Linked DNA regions of Zea mays: region 2 is linked to region 1. Evidence: chromatin contacts called from public Hi-C data. All regions are on one chromosome and are shown on one strand. Each heading gives the region's core, a stretch centred on a gene start, on an enhancer-like site or on the middle of the called end of the contact. The rest is flanking DNA. Distances are from core to core; before and after follow the strand shown.

Region 1 (6,769 bases), core at 369-2,868:
AGGGAATATTCTCCTCAGATCCGGAACCATTCCGCTCCAAAAAATCAATGGGACGGAGCCGCTCCGTTCCAATCCCGCTCTCACAGTCACGCTCCGTTCCGTTCACTCTACAACCAAACAAAAAACAGAACTGCTCCGTTCCAGATTACCAAACACAGAACAGAGCGGCTCCGTTCCTAGAATCAGGGATGGAACGGCTCCGTTCTACTTAGCTCTTCAACCAAACACTACAAGGGCGGCCACATGGCTCGAGTGGCCACGGATGCCTACCTAGCCTATGCGTCTAGGGCGTGTATATCATATGGTCTCCGCTCTCCGCCAGTGTACATGTACCAGAATCCGAATCCACAGGATAAAAACAAATGCCGTGCGCTTGGATCCATCAGGCCTCCGCTGAATCGGGCACGTTCAGTTGAAAAAAAATAATATATGTATTATATTTATCGACTGGCGCTCCAAGGCTAGCCTAGCTATACATCCTACGGTTTGCATGCAGAACGGACAGCAGCCTCATCATGCCATCAGGCCGGCCGGCTGCTCTGTACTGTACTTACTTATCTCGCGGTCTCCAAACGTCGTGTTGTGTATGTGTATGTGTGTGCACTCATTCACCTGCGCCAAAACCTGGTAGGTCATATGCATCTACCCATGTGGGGGTCCGAATTTTTTGCATTTTGATCCTTCATTCGAAAAAAATTCACGTTTGGACCCTAGAAAATTTTAATGTCATTTTTGGACCCTTTACTCGGCGCCGTAGCCTATGGCGCCGAGGTAACACAGCTCGGCGCCATAAGCTATGGCGCCGAGGTACGTGCTGCGTTGGCACAAACGGACATCGTGGCGCCGACGTGGTACCGAGCTCGGCGCCATAGATCTTGGCGCCGAGCTCCGTTCTGTACAAAAAACTTGTCTAGCTCAGTTGGTAAAATACAAGGCTCTTATACTTATGGTCGTGGGTTCGAGCCCCACGCTGTGCTCACCGGATAAAAAAATCTGGACGAATAAACAAATCAGTCACAAAAATAAAACTGGATGAGAAATAAATCAGTACGGACAAATCAGCGAAATAAACGAAAAATATGGACAACAAAAAAAATAAATAAGTGACAAAAACAAAAAGTATTAAAAACACCCATTGCGGGGCTCGAACCCACGACCACAAGTTTAAAAGCCTTGTATTTTACCAACTGAGCTAGACAAGTTTTCTGTACAGAACAGAGCTCGGCGCCAAGATCTATGGCGCCGAGCTCGGTACCACGTCGGCGCCACGACGTCCGTTTGTGCCAACGCAGCACGTACCTCGGCGCCACAGGCTACGGCGCCGAGTAAAGGGTCCAAAAATGACATTAAAATTTTCTAGGATCTAAACGTGAATTTTTTCCGATGAAGGACCAAAATGCAAAAAAATCGGTGTGGGGGTCGCCTCCTGTCGCTCCCTTAACAATGGAGCGAAGAGGATCGCTTTGGTTGGAACACGCACGCACATGCATGGCACAAAATGCCGTCCCAGTTGTCAGTCACGGCTCCGTGACTTCTTCGCGCTGGCCGGCCGTATACGTGGCGTCCATTTTTATTTATCTCTACTAACTATTAAGAGCTTATTGTAGACTGCCCCCGCCTCCCTACCCCGCCGCGACCGCTCCGCATGCCCGCCGCGAAGCGCTCGCATGCCCGCCTTGACCGCTCTGCACGCCCGCCGCGAAGCGCTCGCATGCCCGCCTTGACCGCTCCGCACGCCCGCAAAGCCCGCTGCGACCGCTCTGCCGCGAACCGCACGGCCACATCGGGTGCCGCACCACAACGGATCCTTCTTCAGCGGGATCCACCATTTAGGCCTCTGATTCGGCGCGGATTCACGGCGCGGAGCCGCCGAGGTTGCGTGCGTGATTCGGATTGCGGAGCCGTCCGATGGAGGCGCGAGCGTGCGGTCGAGGCAGCCCACGAGCCGCGCGTTGGCGTCGTCGAGCGCCTCGAGGTCCAGCCACAGCGCGGCGGCCTTGACGTCGAGCGCGGCCTGTAGGCGGTTCACCACGGCGTCGAACGACCCGCAGCAGTGCCTGGTTCTCGCGCACTTGGACCTCGAGGTGCGCCGTGAGGGCCCAACCACCGTCCGGCACGGGCGGGCCCACTGGCCCGCTCCTCGCGATCCGCTTGAGCTCCGACAGCCTCCGGAGGTGCGACACAGCGGCGGCGTCCGCATCCGGCAGGAACGTCGTGTGGGCGGCCTGCAGGTGGAGGTACGCCGCCTGGAAAGACGAGGTCGTCGCAAGCGCCGCGGCGACGGCGGCATCCTGCCCGGACGCCGCCTTCCGATCCCCTCCCCATCAGCGCTAGGGTTAGGGTTCGGCGGGTCGGGCTTCAGCACGACAACCCGCTGCCAGGCAATTACCCCATCCGCCCCCGGCGCCTGAGAGCGTGCTAACCGGTCGGCGTCCTCGTCTTCGTCCTCCTCGGCGGGGAACTCGATGGTTCGTGTCTTTCCTTTGAGTGGCCAGAGGCATTGCTGCCAGAGCCTATAAAACCATTATGCGATGAACATGATCCACCTTGTGCAAATCCTGCCCGTGCTTCAGTATCCTTATTCCTCCTGTTGTTTCCCTTGAATCACAGTACAGCATGATCAATACCAACCTATAGAAAGATAAAGGAGCTCACAAAGATATACTTATTGGATGAGGATCTGACGCTTGTCCAGGCACCTCCTTTATATGATCCATTCATAGTAACTGAAGGCACTGAGTCAGATGAACAAGACGATGAGCTATCATCCACAGTAGAGGTCCTCTTTCCTGCATGGTCATTTTGCACCTCACTACTTCCAGGAATAGTAGTTTGAGTTTCTGAAGCATCTATCTCCCAATTAACAGGGCTAGATTCACGGTCTTCAATATCAACATGAAGCACATCTGAATTATCGTCTCTACTGTCAGATATATCAGAAACTTCTTCAGGGTTGTCAGCATTTAAGGGCATCTCTTCAATTTGTCCACAAAAATCATCCAATATTCTATCATCTGAATGACTGTGGTCCATAATTATTTCCTTATTGATGTAAATGTGGCAACACTTGTCAGTTTCATGCTTTTACTAATGGAGGTCCTGTACTGTTCAAATTTAGAGAAATATTACATTTATGTTTTTGAGCACATATTGCTCCAGCTTAGATGTCTGCCAACACAAGTATTGACGTGCGGATGTTTACTTGTTTAGATCATTGAAGGATCTGGCAAGGTTGCTATTAGAGGGTGATTAATTATCTTACATTATTCCAGTTCCTTAGGAGCACTTAAGTTTTTAATAACTAATCAGGTATTCACAAGGTATGGACTCCAAAAGTTGTTTGGCCTAGACTGCTTGGCACTCACCTCAGACCAAACCCTAATTTACCCTGATCTTCCATCTAAATATGGTATGCATAATCGTTTTTAACAAGTTTGAGTCAAGGAATTTAAGAGAAACCAGTGTGGATTTTATATGTACTAACTCATGTTGTCAGTGATGATAATTTTGGTGTCTTTCTTTTGGATTCTGAGCATTGTGTTGACTGTAGTAAAGATGCATAGTCTTGCTGGGCTGTTCGGTAGCACCTCCAGGTGTTTGGTTATGCTGGTACCTGGCAACACTCAATGGCCATGGAATTGGCAAATAGAGATCCTTGAAATGGTTGCCCACTAGGACCCTGGTAGCCAATGTTCTTGCTGCAAGCATAATGGCAGTTCTTGCTATAACATCCAAAGTGGTATGAGCGAACATTTTTTCATACAGATTCATTGTTTGCGGTTGGTATATTGACTCTTCCATACATCAGCATTTACACCTGATTTATTTAATTTTTCTTACAGGTAGATACAAAGCGATCGACAACTATTCGTAGTGGAATACAACCGACTTCCTTGGTTGCTTGAGCACAATGTCTACTTTTGATGCTGAAGTATATACAATGAGAAGAAGTGGGCAGATTGCCAGGGCCTTCATTTATGTTGCATCCACCTTCCTGCTTTTTTTCTGCTAGCACAACTCTCTTCATGGTAGGTCTGTAATGGATAGTAAATCAAAGTATTTATAGGCTACCATGGTTCAAAGTATTTATAGGCTACCATGGTCCATGGGCTAGAATAATCAGGATTAGAGATAGAAACTTATTACCAAATAGCCAATTGGTTGTAATAGTGATTCAATCAATGTATCTCGCTTTCAGGTGCCCATCGAGGATGCTACAGGCTCATCGACATCTCGGACAACACACTAACATTTTGCCACACAGATTTTTATATATTATAGTGATATTTGTTGTTTTATATTAATGTTTTATACTAATTTTTAACTTTCGTGGCAACGCACGGGCACACGGCTAGTATTTATTTATTTATTTTGGCGGAGATGAGTTTTTTTTTATGTGCCAGCACTACCAGTACCAGTGCCGTTTCTGGCTCCCTTTTCTAAAGGCACGCTGCAGACATGTGCACATGCACAGGGGCAGGAGGGGGGCAAACAAAAAAAACTTTCCCTTCGCAGAAAGGACCCCACCCCCAAAGGTAAATAATTTGTCGCGGCAACTTTGAGGCGCTTTGATTTGAGATAAGCTCGATGGAGGCAGGTCAGGGCGGGGCGGCGCGGTCGCGGGCGAGCGACATGGATATCGCGGAAAGGGATTAAGCACATGATGCGTCCATGTTCCGTGCATGCATATATATATGCACCCCCTCAGCTAGCCTCATAGTGTGCTTTGCTTGCCCTGTCCCTTTTTGACGACATGCATGACACTCTCCATGCATGGCAGGCTGGCTTTTTTGCAAATGATGCAGCCCCTTGTGATGTGGGTCAAATGTAAAGCACACACACCCACGGTTAGTTACCTCCTTTTGTTATATCTATCTCTTCTGGCTCGACACCAATATCACATGTGGGAGCATCTTACACCAGGAGACACTATGTAAAAAACAAAGTCTAACTCTTGGTGTCGATCTGCGTGCCAATCACTGTGATTTGTATCGGTAGGCCACCCAAAGACGTCTCCAGACGACGTAGAGTTGAAGAGAGGTGAAGATTGACGTGAACAAAAATATGTTACTGTCTACTACTAGGGCAAAATGTAAATAACGGAAAATATATTGATTTGGTTGGGTCGTTGGGTGTTTCAATTGGTCGTAACCCTTCAAATATATAATGAGAGATATGAATCCGTTCTCCGATGTCCTCCAACAACACTCTCACAATTCTAGAGGGATAAACTCGCAAGAAAATACGAATTAATCCACCCGATCTGATATAATTGTGGACTGTCCACGACACGGACCATTCGGCCGTGACCAGTTCCATAAAAGCTTCTCAACCCTAACAATTAGCTATTCTCTAAAATTAATAGGTAACCCAAAACAAAAACTAGAGCACTGTAGTCGAGCCGCCTGGTCCGCGAGTACGTAGTAGGTCTCATCGATCACGCCCAGTGATAAACACATTATGCGATCGCTTTCTATGCCGAACGAAATTACAAAACAATTTACCTAGTCCCTGGGAAATGCAGTGCGGCGGGGGATCGGCCCGTCCCAGTTTGCGCAAGGCCGTGGAAAGGGAAGCTAGGGAGGACCGGAGGAGTATTCTGTGAGACGCTGGTCGCCAAAAGGGGTGTGCAGACACCTTGATTTGTTCGTTAACTTTAGTCGACCTTCTTTTTTGTTTTCCGCGTGGAAAGATGCAGAGTAGCGCCTCACGCTGCCAACATATGACAAACATATCCTGGACTGGACGGCGGTGTAGTCGTCTATCTCCTCGAGTCTTGTCTACTACTCACCCCGTCGTTGGCCCGTTCCTTTCTATTCTTCGGTCTTCGCTTTCTGAAGACAAAATCGAGCATACTCAGCTCTGACTAAATACATATAAAAATATTTATATTTATAGGATATAACTAGTACGTATTATTTTAAGAACGTATTTAGTACTGGCGCTGAAATAAGAATATCAGTACGTGCACGTACTATAGTTCAGTCGTGAGCATGCATTGTCATGGATTCAAGGATTAAACGCCCTATGTAGGAGTACGTATCAAAAAGCATGCCCCATTATTATCATAAATTCAGATATGTTCCCCGATGCAGCTCACAGTCGCTAGCTTTGGACATTCTCCCGGGCCATCATATGTTCGCCATGACTATATATCAAGCAAATCAATGATTAGATCTTTGACCAACTAACTAATTCTCCTTAAACATCATGCTGATCAATCCTCATTATCTGTTCATGTGTAACAAATAGTGGCATACTACTGTGTGCAGTTATAAGCAGTATACTATATACTCCCCCCATGTGATGTGTGTGTACATACGCGTACGTACGTACGTACGTACTTATTACTCCATGTGACGTGGTCAAAACTGAAAGCGTTTGTTACTGCTGCATATATATGCGAAGCTTCGTATGCAGAGTGATCCAAGAACGGCTTTATTATACACAGCCTAGCTAGCCTAGCGATGATTTGACTTGCGTAGGCCGGGATATATATATTTGGTGTCTGTAGTGTAGTGTGACTCGATCTACGGCGCTAGTAATAATCTTTGATCCACCGAGGGCATAAAAATATTGGCAAGGTAAACGGGGAAATCTTAGCATCACCGAATGGCGGACTCGGCGGTGCCGGTACATGGACGTGGCAGAGCTGCTAAACTAACGCTGCAGGAAGAGTACGACAGCCGTACGCGCATGGTCGGATCTGTCCCGTGCGGAACACGTACATCACCCCGCCACCGGGGGGGTGGGGGCGTACGTACGTGGA
Region 2 (6,296 bases), core at 3,162-5,661, 150 kb after region 1:
AATGTTGGAGAAGACATGTAAATGATACTAAATGTAGTCTCAAAAGATACCAATTGAGGGTCAATGGCGAGCTTGAGAGACATGAGAGTTCTTGGAGATTTTGCAGTGGAAGATTGTTGTCTTTCTCCGGGGACCTTATTTTCCTTACAATGAGACTATCACATGAAATAGACTTGAAAAGGTGTTAGTCTCAAAGTATTAGATTATAGAATAACCTCCCCCTGAAGGTGTGCATACAAGTTTTGAATACTTGTAGGAGACATGCACTTTGATTTGATATCAAGAGGGGCAAATTATCCATAATCCGAACTTTGGCACATATAAGTTAAATGATACAGCTTGTAGAAATCAAAATTTTCAATTGATGCATCATTTACTATGGAGTGATATAGAAGCTATGTGCCGTGCTTAACTAAACATTTTAAACCATGTAGGTTTGCTTAAGTATATGAATTGAAAGCAAGCAATCCTACCATGTGATGTACCTAGTATGCATAATTTTTAAACAAAAGTAAATAACAAATGTAATACTAGGCAAGAAAGGTAAACTAGATACAAAGTAAATAGATACGCATATCTAAAAACAAGAGATACAATAAAACTAGTTACCTTAGTCATGGGTGGGAAATTTGGGTCCAAAATTTTCACTAACCCGCTTGGCAATAAACTTGATCCAATTTGATGTATCCCATGATATACATCCCAAATTTGCCAAGTCTCCAAATTTCTCGAAGACCTTCGATCCACTCACTTCTCTTTCGGGATCCAAACCTTCTTGGTGCTTTTCATGGTTGAAATTATTTCCTTTGGCACCCAGATGCGTTTGGCCCCTTTTCCTTTGTTGGCTTGCTTGTTGGCCTTGATTGCTATCACCTTTCTATTCTTTTTCTTGATCAAATATGGTGTAGCAGTCTTTTTGTCCACTTTTTTGATGTAGGTGTTGGAGATTTTGCTTGATGACTCTTGCTTGAGCTTTTGCCTTTGTTTATCCTCGGTCATCGCCTTGCATTGGAAAGACTTGTGGCCTTCCATGTGGCATAGCCTACAAATCACAGTTTCTCCCTCCATAGGCTTGTTCACTCTTGCAGTGGTGTTATCCTATGGAGATCGGATTTGTTTGGCTTTGCCTTTCTTGTCATACAAAGCCTTGCCAAGGCGAGCCACTTCTTGCTTTAATTGTTCATTTTCCTTTGCAACCTCATCCAAACATGTCTCTACAACAATATTCTCAACAATGACTTGGTTGCAGGGGTTAGAATCATCAATTAAATCAAAGCAGGAAGTAGAAGCATCTTTCTTAATTATTTCAGATATTTCAACTAAAGATGCTGCTGGGGTGCTACCAATATTTTCTAGCTTAGTAGTTAGCTCATTATTATGTGTGATAAGAATTTCCATTTTCTCTAGCAAATTTTCAATAGCTTCTTGGGAGCTAGCTAACTTAGCCTTAAGTTTTTCATTCTTTTTAATAAGGCTATCATCGGTAGCAGTGGATGGAGCACTAGATTCTAATAGCTCAATTTTAGTTGATAGCTCACTATTTAAGTTTGCAAAAGTTTCAAATTTTTCTAGCAAACCTTTGTAATCATTTTGAGAGCTAACCAACTTATTTTTCAAAGTTTTAAGTTGAGCTTTTTGCTTAGTGCAAACATCTTGGAAAAAATTTGCGGCTTCCGCAAGCTCATCTACGGAGGGCTTTCCCTCACCTTCTTCATCACTGCTACTTTCATCACTAGAGGATGGAATGCTTTTGTTACCTCTTGCCATAAGGCATTTGTGTGATGACTGTGATGAGCGTGATGAGGACCGGTGGCTGCGCGTCCTTGGAGGTTCATCTTCACTTGAAGAGTCATCCCAAGTTCTAACACTTGTTAGCGCCTTGCCTTTGCTCCTCTCCTTTTTGGGTTTGGCCATATTTGGACAGTTGTCCCTGAGGTGGCCCTTCTCCCCACATGCGAAGCATCCTCTCTTCCTTTGCTTTTTCCTATCAATGTTAAAGAGAAGATCCTCGACCTGCAGGGGCACACCCATTAGATTAATCTTGCGGATCATCCTCATTACCTTTCCGACGCGTCGGATTGTTTCTTCGTCCTCGGAGGATGATGTGTATGGTTGATTATCTTCATCATCATCACTTTCTTCTTCTTCCTCTTCTTCGCTTGAGGAACTTGGAGTGGGAGCCTTTTTTCCCTTTCCTTTCTTCACATGCAAAAGCATATGGTCTTGAGGAAGTTGGCTCCTCTCCCTGACTCATTTTTCGCGACATCCCAAAGGCCACAATTTTCCCAATCACAATGGTCGGGGTCATGTTGCTCAAGTCCTCCATGTTATGAAGGATAGTGATGATGCTTCCATATCTTTGTTGCGGTAGCAGGGAGATAATCTTCCTCACAATGTCCGCATCACCTAGCTTATTAATGCCAATAGAATTGAGCTCATTGATAATTAAATTCAAACGAGAATACATGTCTCTAACAAGCTCATCATCTTTCATAGCAAAAGAATTATACTCATTTAAGACTAGGCAATGTTTTTGCTCACGGACATTACATGTGCCGTCATGGAGCTCATGCAATTTTAGCCAAATCTCATTAACAGTTTTCAAGGTAAATACTTGATTAAAAATATCAATGCTAAGAGATTCATACAAGCAATTTTTGGCTCTAGCATTTAAATGGATTTCTTTTTCCTCACTCGTGGTGGGTTTCTCGGGATCCTTGAGGGGTTTCATCTCGTCACGAGTGACTCTCCAAACACCTAGATCAACGGCCTCTAGGTAACAAGCCATTCTAGCACTATAATATGGGAAGTTAGTGCTGTCGAAGTGTGTTGGCCTATGGGTATCCACCCCTTCCTCTAAAAAGCGTCGACTCTTTTAGCGGTGAAGTTAAAGCGTTTCAAATGAGCCAAACCGGGCTCTGATACCACTTGTAGGAAACGGGTGACGCCTAAGAGGGGTGAATTAGGACTTCTAAAACTTTCACTAAACTAGGCCACAAATAAATCCCTAGAGCAAAACCTATGCAAGTAATCAAACTAGAGAGTGCAAAGAGGTTTTGTCTAAGTGTTGCTATCTCTACCACAATGGCTAAGTTTCAATCTACACTATATAAGTATGAATACAAGATTGAAACTTAGATGCTTAATATAAATGCGGAAACTTAAAGAGCAAAGTAGAGAAGCAAACTCTCGTGGATGACGCCAGTATTTTTACCGAGGTATCCAGAACCACGCAAGGTCCCGACTAATCCTCGTTGGTGCCCATACGCAAAGGGAAGCCCACGCGAGGGCCAAGCACCACGGTCGAGTAACTCCGTAGAGAGCCGCGGGCCTTCTCCACTCGCAAGTGGTGCTCCGCTTCCGGCTCCTCTCGGACGCTCCCCGCCGTCTCCACTATCGAGCTTCTAGCCAAAACGCCGCGGGCCTCGTTCCCTCCGGTACACGGTGGCGGCCGTGACACAAACGCGGTTGTCACGGTCTCGCAAGACTCTCGCCCCACTCGGTACAATTACAACGGCTCACGCAAGAGTCAAGGGGTTGTGTGGTTTGTCTAAACTCACTCAACTAACTAGGGTTCACCTAGAGCAAGCGCTAAAGCGGTCTATCTAACCTAAGCACTTCGCAAAGCACCTACGCTAATCACCGAGTGATTCTATTAAGCACTTGGGTGTTTGAGCTCTTGGAAATGTGCATTATATGCCTTGGTATGTTGCTTGGGCTCCCACACCTGAGAATGGTCGGTTGGGGTGGTATTTATAGCCTCCAATCACCAAACTAGCCGTTGGACAGAAAGCAGCAGCTTTCTGTCGTCGGGTGCACCGTACAGTCCGGTGCACCACCGGACAGCCACTGTGCAGTGTCCGGTGCACGCCACGTCAGCCGACCATTGACGCCTGTAGCAGTCGACCGTTGGATCCGACCGTTGTCGTCTGTCCGGTGCATACCGGACAGTCCGGTGCTACAGCCCGAGAGCACCTGTCTGTGGCCTCTCTGCGCAGACTGTCCGGTTGTCCCACCAAACAGTCCGGTGCGCACCGGACAGGTACTGTTCACTGTCCGATGCGCCACCAGACGCTGGCTGACAGCCCTCTTCAAGGTTTCTTCGTTGATTTTTTCGGGCTTCTTTTGTTCTTGAGTCTTGAACTTCTGTGCATCATTTTATGTCTTCTTTTGAGGTGTTGCTTTCCTCAATTCCTTAGTGCAAGTAAATATTGCATCCTGTGAACTACAAACACAAACACTAAAAAACTTATTAGTTCATAGATTGTGTTATTCATTAAACATCAAAACTCAATTAGCCAAACTGCCCGGAGTCCATTTTCCTTACAAACTTGAAGGCGCTCTACATCCACGCATTCGGCATCACGCTGTCGTTGTTTCAGACGTTCCGCATCACGCTGCCGTTGTTTCTACACGTTCAACATCACCTTGTCCGTGTTCTGAACAGCCACTTGTTGCGTCGCTCGGCTACGGCACAACAACGACCTTCCTCAGCATGTTGAGAGCATGTTGAGTGACTGACACAAAGGCCGGCAACCTCACGCGAAGGCATTCCAATTATGTGGCCGGATCAACAGTTACTTATTAGAGGTCGCCAGGCATGAGGTTAGATGTAGATGAAGAAGCGGTAGAGGGAGGTAACAAGAGCGGAAATACCATGAAAGTGGAATGAATCACACAATAAAAAGATTACATCGACCATTAGGCAACTAAATAAGCTTAGCTACCGAGGAAAAGAATTCGAAAGGTGGAAATAAGACTTTACATATCGGTAGATAAGCTATTCTATTCTTAGTGCCTTAGCCAATCTAGGTCCCGAAGTCTTGCTGCTCGTCCGGCAAGTCAGGGGCATGCTTAACGTGCAACCTTATATGGCTAACAGATACAAACCCATCACATCCTTCATTGTCATCATGAGTCCTGATGTTTGCTGGAAAGATTTCAAGGGTACTTTAGACGAGATTCACCAAAACATATGGTACAATGGCAATGTACAGATATCTATAAGGTTAACAGTGGATATGCAGAATGAAGAAAGCACACTACTTCTACCTTAATATAATTATGATCAAAGTGGTAAAGACTTGTCATAATCATTCTTCAGACATGTGACCAACCTTGATGATTTTCAGTGCGAGAACACGTATGAAAAAGTTTACCATTCTCTGTAGCAGGTGATATTATGTTCAATGTGTGACATAGGGTGCTAGCATGACCAAAGAAACTCAGCAAGATTACAAATACACAGTATCAGGAACCTGAAAAAAAAAGTAGAATTCTTAAGTAATGAAATGTGAAAGAGAAACCTGTCGATATAGATGGAAAGTTGTGGATTCTACCTGATTTTCAGGTCACACAAGATCACACACCCTGCATCCTTCTGAACACATAATGAACAGATGAGGGATCTACATCACACCTGACACCCTCACCTCCATACTGTACAAAGAGGTATTCTCTCGAAGACACTGGAGGGGGCAAAAGATCTGATACCAGGGCTAGATCTTGGTTGGGAAGTAAAGATTCCCTTTGGTTTAGTGAGTAGTACACATCCGCAAGGAGAAGCCAGACAAGATCAGCATCCATGCAGGCAAGGCCTGCCAATGCCCTTATAGCAGCTTCCTGCAAACCTGTCAAACTACTGTAGGCAATGCCTACCACAAGGCCACAGACCTTCTTTAGTACGCTTTCTAGTGCAACAGCACTTCTCTTGTTCGAAGATATTGCAGCGATCATGTCCAGGACTGCAATCTGAATCTTTTGGCTGGAGATCTCAGCCATAGGTTCCTCTGAGTTAAGTGAGGTATCCCTATATGGTAAAATGATTGCTTTTTCATCCATCTTTGACAGACGTCGGAATGGAGATAAAGCCAGCAACCTCCAAACAATAGGTCCATCCTTATGAAACCTGCGTACATAAAAATCGCCGCCAGATATGCAAATTGCTCGCCTCAACATTTCGGTGCACTTCCTAACAACCGGCTGCAAAACAACAGTATGGTAAGTGAATATCTTACACCTCAGGAAGGTAGCATACAATCAGGTTAAAGTTAGAGAAAAAGCAGGTACCCCATAAACTAAATGCAACATGAAAACTCTAGTCCAGGAGCCAAGAAAATATAAATGTGTATAAATTTGTTGTTTATTGACTAATACTCCCTCTGTTCCTTCCACGAAAAATTAAATCTGCATGCAGGTGAGCATGCGAGCGTGAGTACTGAGTATGATGCAGCATCAATTGCACGGAGCAGAAAAAACAAGGATTAACTCAGCGTTAATCTCATCCTTGTCTGTGC

The links. Hi-C and Micro-C count contacts between places; a contact is called where the count stands out from the background.
Region 2: a contact with region 1 is called in a Hi-C map of ear, with 4 times the contacts expected there. The contact joins two enhancer-like sites. A contact is called at or near these places in 10 of 25 Hi-C or Micro-C datasets (bundle sheath, ear, endosperm and 3 more).

What each region holds. Positions count from the first base shown.
Region 1 is chr5:45,164,818-45,171,586 of Zm-B73-REFERENCE-NAM-5.0, forward strand. No RefSeq gene overlaps it. Among protein-coding and RNA genes, the nearest start is that of LOC100304398, 81 kb to the right of the region's middle. Within about 2 kb of position 1,619, at least 16 of the 20 cell types and tissues checked have an H3K27ac peak or open chromatin away from gene starts, as enhancers often do. A contact at or near this core is called in ear and root tip, where this site is marked.
Region 2 is chr5:45,310,055-45,316,350 of Zm-B73-REFERENCE-NAM-5.0, forward strand. LOC100273882 reads right to left here. Exons shown (of 18, transcript NM_001362448.1): 17 at 5,340-5,982; 18 at 5,054-5,258. The coding sequence ends at 5,362. Among protein-coding and RNA genes, the nearest start is that of LOC100273882, 22 kb to the right of the region's middle. Within about 2 kb of position 4,412, at least 3 of the 20 cell types and tissues checked have an H3K27ac peak or open chromatin away from gene starts, as enhancers often do. A contact at or near this core is called in ear and root tip, where this site is marked.